Regions from separate parts of the Ovis aries genome. Here region 1 is linked to region 2. Evidence: chromatin contacts called from public Hi-C data. All regions are on one chromosome and are shown on one strand. Each heading gives the region's core, a stretch centred on a gene start, on an enhancer-like site or on the middle of the called end of the contact. The rest is flanking DNA. Distances are from core to core; before and after follow the strand shown. Region 1 holds the start of LOC100302545 (centrin 2). Region 2 has its middle 38 kb from the start of CLN8.

Region 1 (5,773 bases), core at 480-2,979, 130 kb before region 2:
CCTGTCTTTCTGAGGGTAGCCAGTAAAGAATCCGCCTGCAGTGCGGGAGACCTGGGTCCAGTCCCTAGATGGGGAAGGTCCCCTGGAGAAGGGAACAGCTGCCCCACTCCCGTACTCTGGCCTGGAGAATTCCAGACAACAGAGGAACCTGGCAGGCTTTAGTCCATGGGTTCACAAAGAGTCAGGCACCACTGAGTGACTAACAATTTTTACTTTTCATTCTGACAAGTACAAACTGAAACTTCACTGTGGTTTTGACTTGCATTTTCCTGATTAGCCCTAATGTTGAGCATCTTTTCATGTGCCTCTTGGCGATCTGCATTTCCTCTTTGGAAGAACTGTCTGTTCAGGTCCTCTGCCCATTTTTTAATCCGACTGTCCATTTGATACTGAGTTGTATGTTTTATATACTTTGGATATTAACCCCTTCTTGGTCATGTTATTAGCAAATATTTTCTCCTTTTCAGCAGGTTGTCTTTTTGTTTTGTCAGTGGTATCCTTTCCTGTGCAAGAGTATTTAAGTTTAATTGGGTCCTATTTGTTTTTTCTTTTTTTTTTTTTTTTGCTTGTTTCTGTTAGAAAATCACAAAAGATATTGCTGTGATTTACATGTCTGCCTATGTTTCCATCTAGAAATTTTATGGTTTCTGGTCATACCCTTAGGTCTTTTTTTTTTTTTTTTCAAATAAGAAAGCCTTTATTTGAAGATAAAACAAATAGCCCATACATACACACACACACATCCAAATGCAAGGAAGAGTTCACTGGGTTTTATAAAAGAGAAAGCTGCACTCAGGTGTCAATTAAAATTGGAACCATTGAAGAGATGCTCTCTGCTTGTGGTGACATGGGTACAATGTGTGCTTGAGAAGAAGTTGTTTGGCGGTGGCATAAATGTGGGAATGCAGGACAAGAGTTAAGCAATACAAGGCAGAATGGCAGGTGGGTGAAAGCTCAAAGACCCTTTTCTCCATTCTAACATGCTTTTGTTCTGCCCTGGGGAATTAAAGCAGTCACCCAGTAACCTTACAAACAACCTCAATTTCAAAGAACACTTTCAAAAGTTGAAAACAGATTTAGAGTTGTTACTAAAGTTATACCGAGACGTCAGTGGGGAAAAATAATTTACATTTTCAAAAACCAGGCTTCACACAACGGCAGGCACTAAACCGAGTTCCCTGTGCTCATGGTAGAAAAGCTGAGACTGATTTTAATAAAGGCTCGTCTTCTTCATAATGCGCAGGAACTCCTGCTCATTGACTTCTCCGTCTCCATCTCGATCAGCTTCATCAATCATTTCCTGCAGCTCCTCGTCAGAGAGGTTCTCACCCAACTCCTTGGCCACACGTTTGAGGTTTTTGAATGATATCTTCCCAGTCTCATCATCATCAAAGAGCTTGAAGGCTTTCAAGATTTCTTCTTTGGTATCCTTCTCAGACATTTTCTGAGTCATCACAGTTAAAAAGTCACTAAAGTTCATTTTTCCTGTCCCTTCCTTATCAATTTCGCTTATCATTTTCTTGATCTCTTCTTTTTTTGGTTCAAAGCCCAGGGCCCTCATTGCCACCTTAAGTTCCTTAACATCAATTGTCCCAGTTCCATCAGCATCAAAGAGATCAAAGGCTTCTCGAATTTCCTGTTTCTGCTCTTCGGTAAGCTCAGGTTTAGGACTCATCCTTTTTCGCTGGGTAGTCGATGCCATGTTTGCCTTCTTAAAGTTAGAGGCCATCCCGGATGGATTCCACTTCCCGTTGTTACGGCAACCGACGTACACACCGACCTGGTCATACCCTTAGGTCTTTAATCCACTTTGAGTTTATTTTTCTAAGTGGTGTTACAGAATGTTCTAATTTCGTTCTTTTATCTGTGTCTGTCCAGTCTTCCCAGCACCGTTTATTGACGAGACTGTGTTTCCCCAGTATATATTCTTGCCTCTTTTGTTGATTCATCATAAGTACATGGGTTACTTTCTGGAATCTGTCCTGTTCCATTGGTCTGTGTGTCCTTTTTTGGCCAGTGTTGTGTGTTTCGATTAGCTATGTAGTACCGTCTGAAGTCAGGACATCGGGCACCTCCATACTTGAGGTTGTTTTGGCTATTCATGTGCTCTTGTATTTTCATACAGACCTCAGAATTATTTGTTCCAGTCAGTGAAAACTGCCATTGATATTTCACAGGGATTGTATTGAATTTCAGGTGACATGAGTAGTAAGTAATCATCATCTGAACAATAATGATTAATCCAAGAACACGGTCAGTCTTTCCATATAGCTGTGCTGTTATCAATTTCATCCACCAGTGTCTTTTATAGTTTCCCTGCTACCGGTGTTAAGCCACTTTAGGTAGTCTTATTCCTAGTTACTTCATTTTTTTTGACATGATTGTAGATAGGATTGTTTGCTTAATTTCTCTGATAGCTTGTTAGCAGGAATACAACAGATTTCTGTATATTAATTTCGTATCCTGCAAACTTACCAAATTCATTGAGCTCTCATAGTTGTCCAGTGGCACGTTTGGGATTTTCTGTGTGTAGTACCATGTCACCTGGAAACAGTGGCAGTTTAATTCCCAATTTAGATGCCTTTTATTGCTTTCTCTTTGATGGCTGTCACTAGGACTTTCAAAACTATATTGAATAAAAGTGGCTAGGGTGGACATCCTTGTCTTGTTCCTTATCTTAGAAAAACTGTTTTATCTTTTCACTACTGAGTCTGATGTTAGCTGTGCACTTTAGGTACATGGCCTTTATGTTGAGGTATGTTTCCTCTATACCTGCTTTCAGATTATATCATAAATGGCTATTGACCTTTGTCAAAAGCTTTCTGTGCACCTACTGAGACAATAATTTGACTTTGATATGTTACTGTGGTGTATCACAATGATAGATGGATATTGAGATACATCTCACTTGTTCATGATGTGTGGTCCTTTTAATGAATTCCTGGATTTCCTTGCTAATTCATTGAGGGTTTTGCAGCTATGTTTATCCATGTTACTGACCTGTGACTTTCTTGTTTCTGTGGTTTATTTGTCTGGTTTTGGCTATAGGGTGATGCTGGCCTCAGAATAAACTCGGAAGCATTCCTTCCTCTGTAGTTTTTGCGGAATGGTTTTGGAAGGGTTGTTATTAACTCTTTTCCAAATGTCCAGTAGCATTCACCTGTGAAGCCATCTGGACCTGGATTTCTGTTTGTTGAGAGTTTTACTGGCTAAATTTCAGTACTGGTAATTGGTCTGTTGGTGTTTTCTATTTCTTCCTGGTTTATTCTTGGGAGATTGTACATTTCAGAGAATGTGTCCATTTCTAATAGCTTGTCTGTTTTATTGATGTATAGTTACTTACAGTAACTAGAAGTTACTCATGTAACTTATTGTAACTCAGTAGTCTCTCATGATCCTTTGTATTCATGTGGTGCCAGTTATAGCTTCTTTCTCATTTCTTTCTTTTTTTAATCGATTAAGCCCCTCTCCGTTTCTTTCATGATTGAGTCTTTCTAAAGGTTTATCAGTTTTGTTTCCCTCTTCCCAAAACCAGCTGTTTTGTTTCCTTGATCTTATCTTTTTTTCAATTTTTTTCTTCGCTTATCTCCTCTGATATTGAATATTTCTTTTCTTCTCAATATGGGTTTCCTTTATTCTTTTCCTATTCCTTTGGGCATAAGGTTAGATTGTTAGAGGTTTTTCTTGTTTCTCGAGGCAGACGTGTATCACTACAACTTCCCTCTTAGAACTTTGCTTCCTCCCGTAGATTTTTGGATCGTTTCATTTTCATTTGTCTCCAGGTATTTTTATTAATTTTGTTACTTCTTTAATTTCTTCTGTGACCCATTGGCTGCTTAGTAGCATGTTGTTTAGCCTCCAAGGTTTTGTGCTTTTTGCAGTTTTCCTGTTGACGTCTAGTCTCAATAGTGTTGTGGTCAGAAGAGATCATTGATATTATTTCCGTTTTCTTACTTATCAAGGCTTGTACTGGGGCCTTCCATGTCATGTATCCTAGAGAATGTCCCATGTACACTTGAAGAGTGTGTGTTCTGCTTTTGGATGGAATAATCTAAATATGTATATATAGATGTTACTTAGTCATATCCAACTCTTTGCAGCTCCAAGGACTGCAGCATGCAGCGCTTGCCTATTCTTCACCATCTCCTGCAGTTTGCTCAGACTCATGTCCACTGAAGTCTGTGATGTAATCCAGCCATCTCATCCTTTATCGTCTCCTTCTCCTCCTCCAATCTTTCCCAGCATCAGAGTCTTTTCCAGTGAGTCGGCTTTTTGCATCAGGTGGCCAAAGCTTCAGTTTCAGCATCAGTCCTTCCAATGAATATTCAGGGGTGATTTCCTTTAGGATTGACTGGTTTGATCTCCTTGTTGTCCAAGGGACTCTCAAGAGTCTTCTCCAGCACCACAGTTTTGGTTTTAGCGTTCTGAAAACACCAGGGAGATCAAGACTCTATTTCAACATTTGGCTCCATAGCTTACATTTTTCGCATGATGATTTCAAATATTTAGAGATCAGTTTCTAAGTTTAGAGACAGCACGAATGGCTTTTTTGTTGGGTTGGGTTGAGGTGGGTTTTTATATCCACTTATTTGCCTAATTTAAGTGTTTCACCACATACAGTTATGGAAAGAAAATTTATTCCCTCCTTTGTCTTAAGAGATTCTACCACCACATAACTAGTAAATTAGGCAGAATTCAGCTGGATTTTTAGATTTTCTATTTTGCAATTTTCGCATTCAGTTGGAAACCAAAATTGATTCCAACTTACGAAGTAGCGCACAGAGGGTATGATTTTCACTGCAGAGTATTTCTCTGTGATTCCGTAGCCCTGTGGTTCATGGAAGGGGTTGGTTTCCTGACTTCTCTGATGAACAACTGAGGAGGAGATGGCAGGTGGGGAGCTGTGGGCAGTGGACCAGATGGTCAGCTTAGGACCCTAAGAGGACAATTTATGTTTGATTTTATCCTCGTAACAGAAAACTGTGGGCACATTTACAGGAATGATTGAGCCCTCCTGGCTATCATGTCACAGCCTGGTTTCCATCATCCATCGGGGTCTCTGTGTGACTCGGTGGCCCCCAGTAGCTGTCTGACTCCCCATCCTGTTGTGGGGAACAGAACAACAGGAACCGCTTACAGGCAGAAACCTGCTTGAGAAAATGACCTGCTGTTTAAAGTGTTTCTGACTCCCCTCTAGCCCTGATAAATGTTGTCCCAAACCAGTCAGGAGTGAAACCCCTGTTGCTATCCTTAAGAGTAAAACCCAGTGTTATCTGAAGATCCTTAGTTGCTATACAAACAAGGTAAGCTTTTTAATTCTGAACTTTCATAATTACCTTGTTTAAATGCAATTTTGGCTTATTGCTGTTTTGTTACATCCATGAATCTTACCTTTAGGATAAAATAATGTTTGAAAGGCCATGGTGCAAATACAAGCAGTGCCTGTGTTTATTTCCTGACCGTGCAAAGCAGGGTGATCAGAGTGGAGACAGCTCAGGTCACAGCACAAGCACCCGTCTCCAGGTGTGCTTGTCTTCCTTCTTGTCTTTCCACCATCATAGGTTCACCCACCTGGACTCCATCACTACTTTCAAGCTCTTCAATAAAGTGTAAATTGTGGCTCAAATGGTAAAGAATCTACCTGCAATGTGGGAGACTCAGGTTCTATCCCTGGGTCGGGAAAATCCCTTGGAGGAGGGCATGGCAACTCACTCCAGTGTTCTTTGGGGAATTCTAGAGATGGGGAGCCTGGTGGGCTACAGTCCATGGAATT
Region 2 (6,145 bases), core at 1,308-3,807:
CTAATAACACTAGAAAATTAGGCTAGGTACCTTATGAAAACAACCAATTTACCATTTCTCTTAAAGATGGTGATTGGTATGGAACAGATTGGGTCAGATGTCCAGAAGTATACTGGCTGGCACCTATCAGGACTCAATGGCTTTGTGGGTCCAATCTATGACCCTGGCTTCCACCAACCAGGCTGGCTAGGAAGGTGTACCTGAGGATTCCCTTGGGCTCAAGGCCACTTATGTACAAACTCAGATGTGACTCTGAGTTTTTACCATCAATATTTTACCATCAGATATTTACCATCAGTATGAGCCTGATGTACCCAGAGATCTGTATTTCACTGGTATGATCACTTAGCAGCTATTTTTGTGCCTTCAGTAGGATTGGGAAATGTTATTTCTTACACTGAAGACTTAAAAATTCACTCAAAAGACATTGCTGCTGCTACTGCTAAGTCACTTCAGTCGTGTCCGACTCTGTGCAACCCCATAGATAGCAACCCACCAGGCTCCTCCATCCCTGGGATTCTCCAGGCAAGAACACTGGAGTGGGTTGCCATTTCCTTCTCCAATGCATGACAGTGAAAACTGAAAGTGAAGTCGCTCAGTCATGTCCGACTCTTAGCGACCCCATGGACTGCAGCCCACCAGGCTCCTCTGCCCATGGGATTTCGCAGGCAGGAGTACTGGAGTGGGGTGCCATTGCCTTCTCCGCAAAAGACATTAAATGATAGCAACTAGGCTACTAGCCTACTAAATTCTGAGGTCTTTATGATGAGAAAAGCTGTATTACAAAATCGTATGGCCCTTGATATTCTTACAGCATCTCAGGGAGGCAACTGTGCTATAATTCAAATTGAATGTTGTGTTTACATACCAGATGAATCCTCTGATGTAACACACTTAATGACTCACGTGAAAAAGCAGGTTGCTGCCTGATGACTCACTTCCTAGCCTTGGTGATCTCTTAGGAAGATGGTTTGGTCATGGACGCGCATGGCTTAAAATCCTACTTGTAATTTTAACAACATTATTAGCTGTTGTAATCTGTTTATTTTATAAGGCTAAACATCTTGGAAAACCAGATCATGTTTATAATAGCGGAATAATTGCAATAGTGTGATTCTAGGTATGGGAAGAGGCAACAAGGGAAACAGTCTTGGATCCTACTAGGTTAGAGGAAAGAGGATCCAGAGAATCTTTCATTCTCTACCAATGGGCCTAACCTGGGAACTAACACCTAGAGTGGCAGACCAGTGCCGACCTTTCGCCTGATCCGGGAGCAGCCTCCCAGCGCCCTGGGATAAAAACAAACCGTGGTCATGAAATGTCTCCCAATGTGGTCGAACTTCCGACCATGGGGAGGGAATGTGAAATGAAATATTTTCTGGTCTATGCTCTACCAGTAAACATGCCTCTTCCAAATGCAAATTTCTGAGCCCAGATGAAAGCAAGCCAGCTCCTTGGGAGCCATCAGCTACTTTCTGCCCAGTAAGCACCGAGAAGCTGGGGGGAAGTGAGAGACAGCCATTCCCCCATCTGCCTTCTCTTCCGGTAAGCAGGGGATTAGCATGTGAACAATAAAGAAAGCAGGAGCGGCCCCAGATAGCTCCATACATATGAAAGAAACGCCACCCTGAAGCAGGAATTTTCTTTGTCTTGAGGCTACAAATCCAGGAACCTGGGCCTCCCCCTGGCCCTTCAGTGGGTCAGCCCCCTGTGCCTGCAGCCCCCACACTGTCTCTGCTCTCTGTTCCGAGTAAACTCACTCCCATCTGCAAGGCCCTGCGTCTGGACATCCTTTCCCATCCGCCCTTGGACCACCTCGAGAACCAGCGCTTCATCCAGGATACTGGGCACCTCCTGTGCCAGGCTCCGGCCGTGCAGAAGTTTGGTTTTCCCGGAGATGTTTTCTCCTGAGGCATTAGAGAGAGCCTTTGCGCTCACAGGTCACCCTGCATTTCTCTCCCTGGGCGGGCTGTCAGAACGGGCATCTGATTGCTCACCGACCCGCCTTCCTGCGGCCTGGGCTCCTCACAAAGTCCCGCACACCCTATCCCATCTCTGCGCCTTCTCCCATGGCGCGCCCCTCCCACGTGCCATCCATCACCAGCCTCATCCCCAGAACTTTCCATCTTCCCAAACGGACCCTCTCCCCCGTTGAAACACTCACTTCCCCCCAACCCCAGCCCCTGGCAAACACGGAACCTTAAAGTAGTTTTGCTTTGTGATCAAACTGCTGGGTGCAGGAGCTCCGCACCCCAGAGGGAAGCGCCCGCAAGACCGGGGCGGGGCGGGGCGGGGCGGGGCGGGGCGGGCCCGGGAGCGGGAGGCGGCAAGGAAAGGCCAGTGTTTGGAAAGCCTCCCCCACCCGCCCCCGCCCAGGGGCGTGCAGGCCTGCTGGGGGCCGGTGGCTCACCTCCAGCAGGGACACCCCCAGCTCCCCCTGAAGAGCCGGCCGTGGGGTGGGGGGACAGGAAGCACGTTAGCGGGCCCCTCCTGGGCCCCCCAGCACCTTCTGCTCCCGCCTTCTCTTTTGGCACCGACCCCAGCAGCGGCAGCTCTGCGCCCTGGGGTCCTGCAGGGAGCCTGCTGCTGCTCCGCATTCACAGGCTCCGCGCCCCAGGCGCTTCCTGAAGCTTCACATCTCCGATTGGCTTCTGCGGAGTCGTTTTGCCTCTTCTCCAGGGACCCCAGTTCTGGGAGGGTTCAATCTCTCCTCTCTGCCCCACATCCTCTTTTCTCGCGTGTCTCCCTTCCTATAAATTCCTCTCCTCTGTGACGTGTGATCTGCTTCGAGTTCTCAGTTTGGGTCATTACATGTTTTCTTTCTAGAATTTCTAGTTCCATATATATGATTTTCACTTCTCTAGTGAGGCTCCATCTGCTCTGAACACAGAATCACGTGTATTTTTAGGGAACATGTCTCCTAACTCTGACTTCTGGAATTCCCATGGAACTGTTTCTAGTCTGTTCTTATCTCCTGGGTTTTGGTACTTTTTCCTGTTATTATCTCTGCCAACAGGTTTTTAACCAGATGCTGATTATCGCACCGAAAGATACTGCAGAGATGATTTGAGGAGCTGGGTGTATTTTCTTTAACTCTTGGCTGGCGTGTGGGTTGGGCAAATCCTTTGAATCCAGTCAGGGGCTGGGTTTCGGGGTTTTTTTGTTTTTGGTAAGCCGCCTCTAAATCAGACAGTGAATAGAGCATAGGTTTTGTGTTTAGAATGGTGAATCGGACATTACTTTGTACACTTGACTAGAGAAATGCGAGTGGCAAGTCAGTCGTAACAATTCAGTCCTGGTGGCGCTGTCAGGGCCCTGGGGGAGGGGGTGTGGGGGGTGTGTGTGTGCGCACACGTATGTGCAGGCTCTCAGATGGTGGAGGAGGTGGTTTTGGGGGGAGAGGCTTCAGGACCAGCTGTGTGCTGAGCACCTGCAGGGGCCTACCTCAGCTCTGTCACCTTACTTGAAGGCCCAGCACAATCCCTCAAGAGCTTTGATCTTTCCGCATCTACAGGAACAAAGCAACTGCATTAGGAGAAAAGGTCCCTGTTACCCTCCTGCCCCGAGACCAGCGTGGGCTATGGTGCGGCAGGACTGGGGTTCTCATTACTTTTCCCATTTTGTGCCTAAATCACCCCCTCTTTCTCTATTTCCTTTTCTTCCCTGATGTGTAGAATGGCTAAGACATTTGAAACATAAATGTGAACTTGAAAGAATAAAATAGTTTGAGTTAAAACAAGAATTAAATCTTAAATATGTAACCCAAAGCTACAGACGTCCTTGCTAATCCAACATGGGATTCAGTTCTCCCGTTAGATCAGACAACTGCTGGTTACAGAATATAAACCTCATTTCCTGCTTCCAAGGTGACAGTAACTTTGTGACAGCTTGTCTCAAACTGTTTACATGTTGAAGTATAACACTGTTTTACCAATCCCTGTTTATTCAACATCCTTGAACAAAGATCAATATAAAAATGACCCTGGCTTTCCGTGTTTAACTTAAAGATCAGATTAACCTGTGTTTACAGCTGAGCCCTGGGTAGGGGGCTACTGCCCTCTGGCGGACTATCCTCGCATTGCAATGCTCTTCACCTTTTTTGCTCAGTCATTCATTGCTCAGTTGAGTCTGACTCTTTGCAGCCCCAAGGACTGCAGCATGCCAGGCCTCCTTGTCCTTCACCAACTCCCAGAGTCTGCTCAAACTCATGTTTATTGAGTCAGGGATGCCATCCAACCATCTCACCCTCTGTTGTCCCCCTCTCCTGCCTTCAGTCTTCCCCAGCATCAGGGTCTTTTCCAATCAGTCAGTTCTTTGCATCATTGTGATCTGGTGAACCCAGTTCCATCTGTCTGCAGCCAAAAATACCCCTGTAGCCCTCTCTACTGTGACGAGTTGTCGCTCAAGTTGCTGGCCCCGGGCAGCTCCTTATTATGCATGAATATGCAAAGCAGACTTGCTGGGCCTCGGCTACTTAATTCAAATGAAGGTGCCTGTCCTGTCTCTTCGTGGTTATCATGGAGGGCACAGCCTTGGATGTGGGCACAGCCGTGCAGGCAACGGCTAAGCTTGAACACCAGGCCCCTGTCTCAGCCCTGGACGCCTCATCGTCCTGTTTCAAGTGAAGACGACCTGACACTATTTCCTGGGGAAACTGCTATGGGGTGAGGGCTGCGGGAGGTTCTACAACTTTCTGTGGTTTAATATTTTATAAAACTGCTTTCTTCTTTGAGTACAGTTAAAACAAGCTTTTACTGAAGTGAAGTGAAAGTCGCTCAAGTCATATCCAACTCTTTGCGACGCCATGGACTGTATAGTCCATGGAATTCTCCAGGCCAGAATACTGGAGTGGGTAGCCTTTCCCTTCTCCAGGGGATCTTCCCAACCTAGGGATCGAACCCAGGTTTCCCGCATTGCAGGCTGATTCTTTATCAGCTGAGCCACCAGGGAAGCCCAAGAATACTGGAGTGGTAGTCGACCTTCTCCAGTGGATCTTTCTGACCCAGGAATCGAGCTGGGGTCTCCTGCATTGCAGGCAGATTCCTTACCAGTTGAGCTAAACATTTGAATTTTCCCCTAAGATTTTACAGAGTTACAATATCCAATAGCCGTAGTGAGCGAAGGATCACCTAGAAAGGCTGGAGGTGGAGAATTTGGGGAAGGGGACCACAGAAGGTCAGAGACCCCTGACAGTGAGACTCTAATGCTGGTGCAGGAGAGTCGCCTGCAAACACAGGGGATCCATCCCGGGTGCTCTCTCAGCTGCGCGGTGCGGGGGGTGGGGGGCCTTGCTGGCTTGGCCATCGGACCAGGCAGGGTCCAGATTCCCCTGTGGCTCAGATCACGTGGCCCAGGAGATTTGATCTTGTCCGTGACCACAGGAAGGAACTCACGGGGAAAAGTGTGGTTTGACACAGAAAAAAGGAAATGGAATAACCAGAGCAAAAAAAAAACCCCTGTTGCCAAATGACCTCAGCATGTACCCTGAGTGTCTTGTTTCAGAACAATACTGAAAGCTGTGAAGGCGCCCTGGGGACCAGCCACGCCCCTGCCCTCCCCGTGTCGGGTGTGCCAAGACAATGATGCCCACTGCCGCTTCCGGGGCCATCACTCAGGGCCCGGCCTGCTCTCCACGGTCTCCAGGGCGAGGCAGGTGCTCCTACTGGCCCAGGGCTTCCCTCCTGAGCTGTTGATGAGCCCAGGCCCCTCATTCACTGTCCCCAGCTATGCAGCCAGCAGAGCACACACAGCCTCCACCGTCAGCCCTGCACAGCCCCGCAGAAGGTGGTGACGGAGCCGCATCCCAGTGCCCACGCATCTCCTGTGTGGGAGTAACGGGCTTTTCTAACCTAGAAGCCTCGCATTTGACCAGCACCACCGAACCAGCAACAGGCTAGCTGCCAGCCTATAGGCAAAGTAAAGGAAAATCCATGGCCTGCAGTTGAGCACAAGGGCCAGGTCCATGACTTTCTCTCTTTTAATCGGATCTCCAGCTCGGTGCCCAGGGCAGAAATGTGGTGCTGACATGGGTGGGAAGGACTCCAGCTCCCGAGCAGGCTGAGGGCTTCCTGCGGGGGCTGCGTGCGGAGAGCCTGGCGGGGTGGAGGGGGAAGGGGCCGGAGGACCTGGGCTGGAGAGGGAGGCC

The links. Hi-C and Micro-C count contacts between places; a contact is called where the count stands out from the background.
Region 1: a contact with region 2 is called in a Hi-C map of hypothalamus, with 10 times the contacts expected there. The contact joins the promoter of LOC100302545 here to the enhancer-like site in region 2. A contact is called at or near these places in 14 of 16 Hi-C or Micro-C datasets (blood, hypothalamus, liver and 6 more).

What each region holds. Positions count from the first base shown.
Region 1 is chr26:1,435,344-1,441,116 of ARS-UI_Ramb_v3.0, reverse strand. It overlaps LOC100302545 (centrin 2), which reads right to left and starts at 1,729. Exons shown (of 1, transcript NM_001163594.2): 1 at 682-1,729. The coding sequence starts at 1,729. The coding sequence ends at 1,211.
Region 2 is chr26:1,303,628-1,309,772 of ARS-UI_Ramb_v3.0, reverse strand. No RefSeq gene overlaps it. Among named protein-coding and RNA genes, the nearest start is that of CLN8, 38 kb to the left of the region's middle. Within about 2 kb of position 2,557, at least 12 of the 54 cell types and tissues checked have an H3K27ac peak or open chromatin away from gene starts, as enhancers often do. A contact at or near this core is called in hypothalamus and liver, where this site is marked.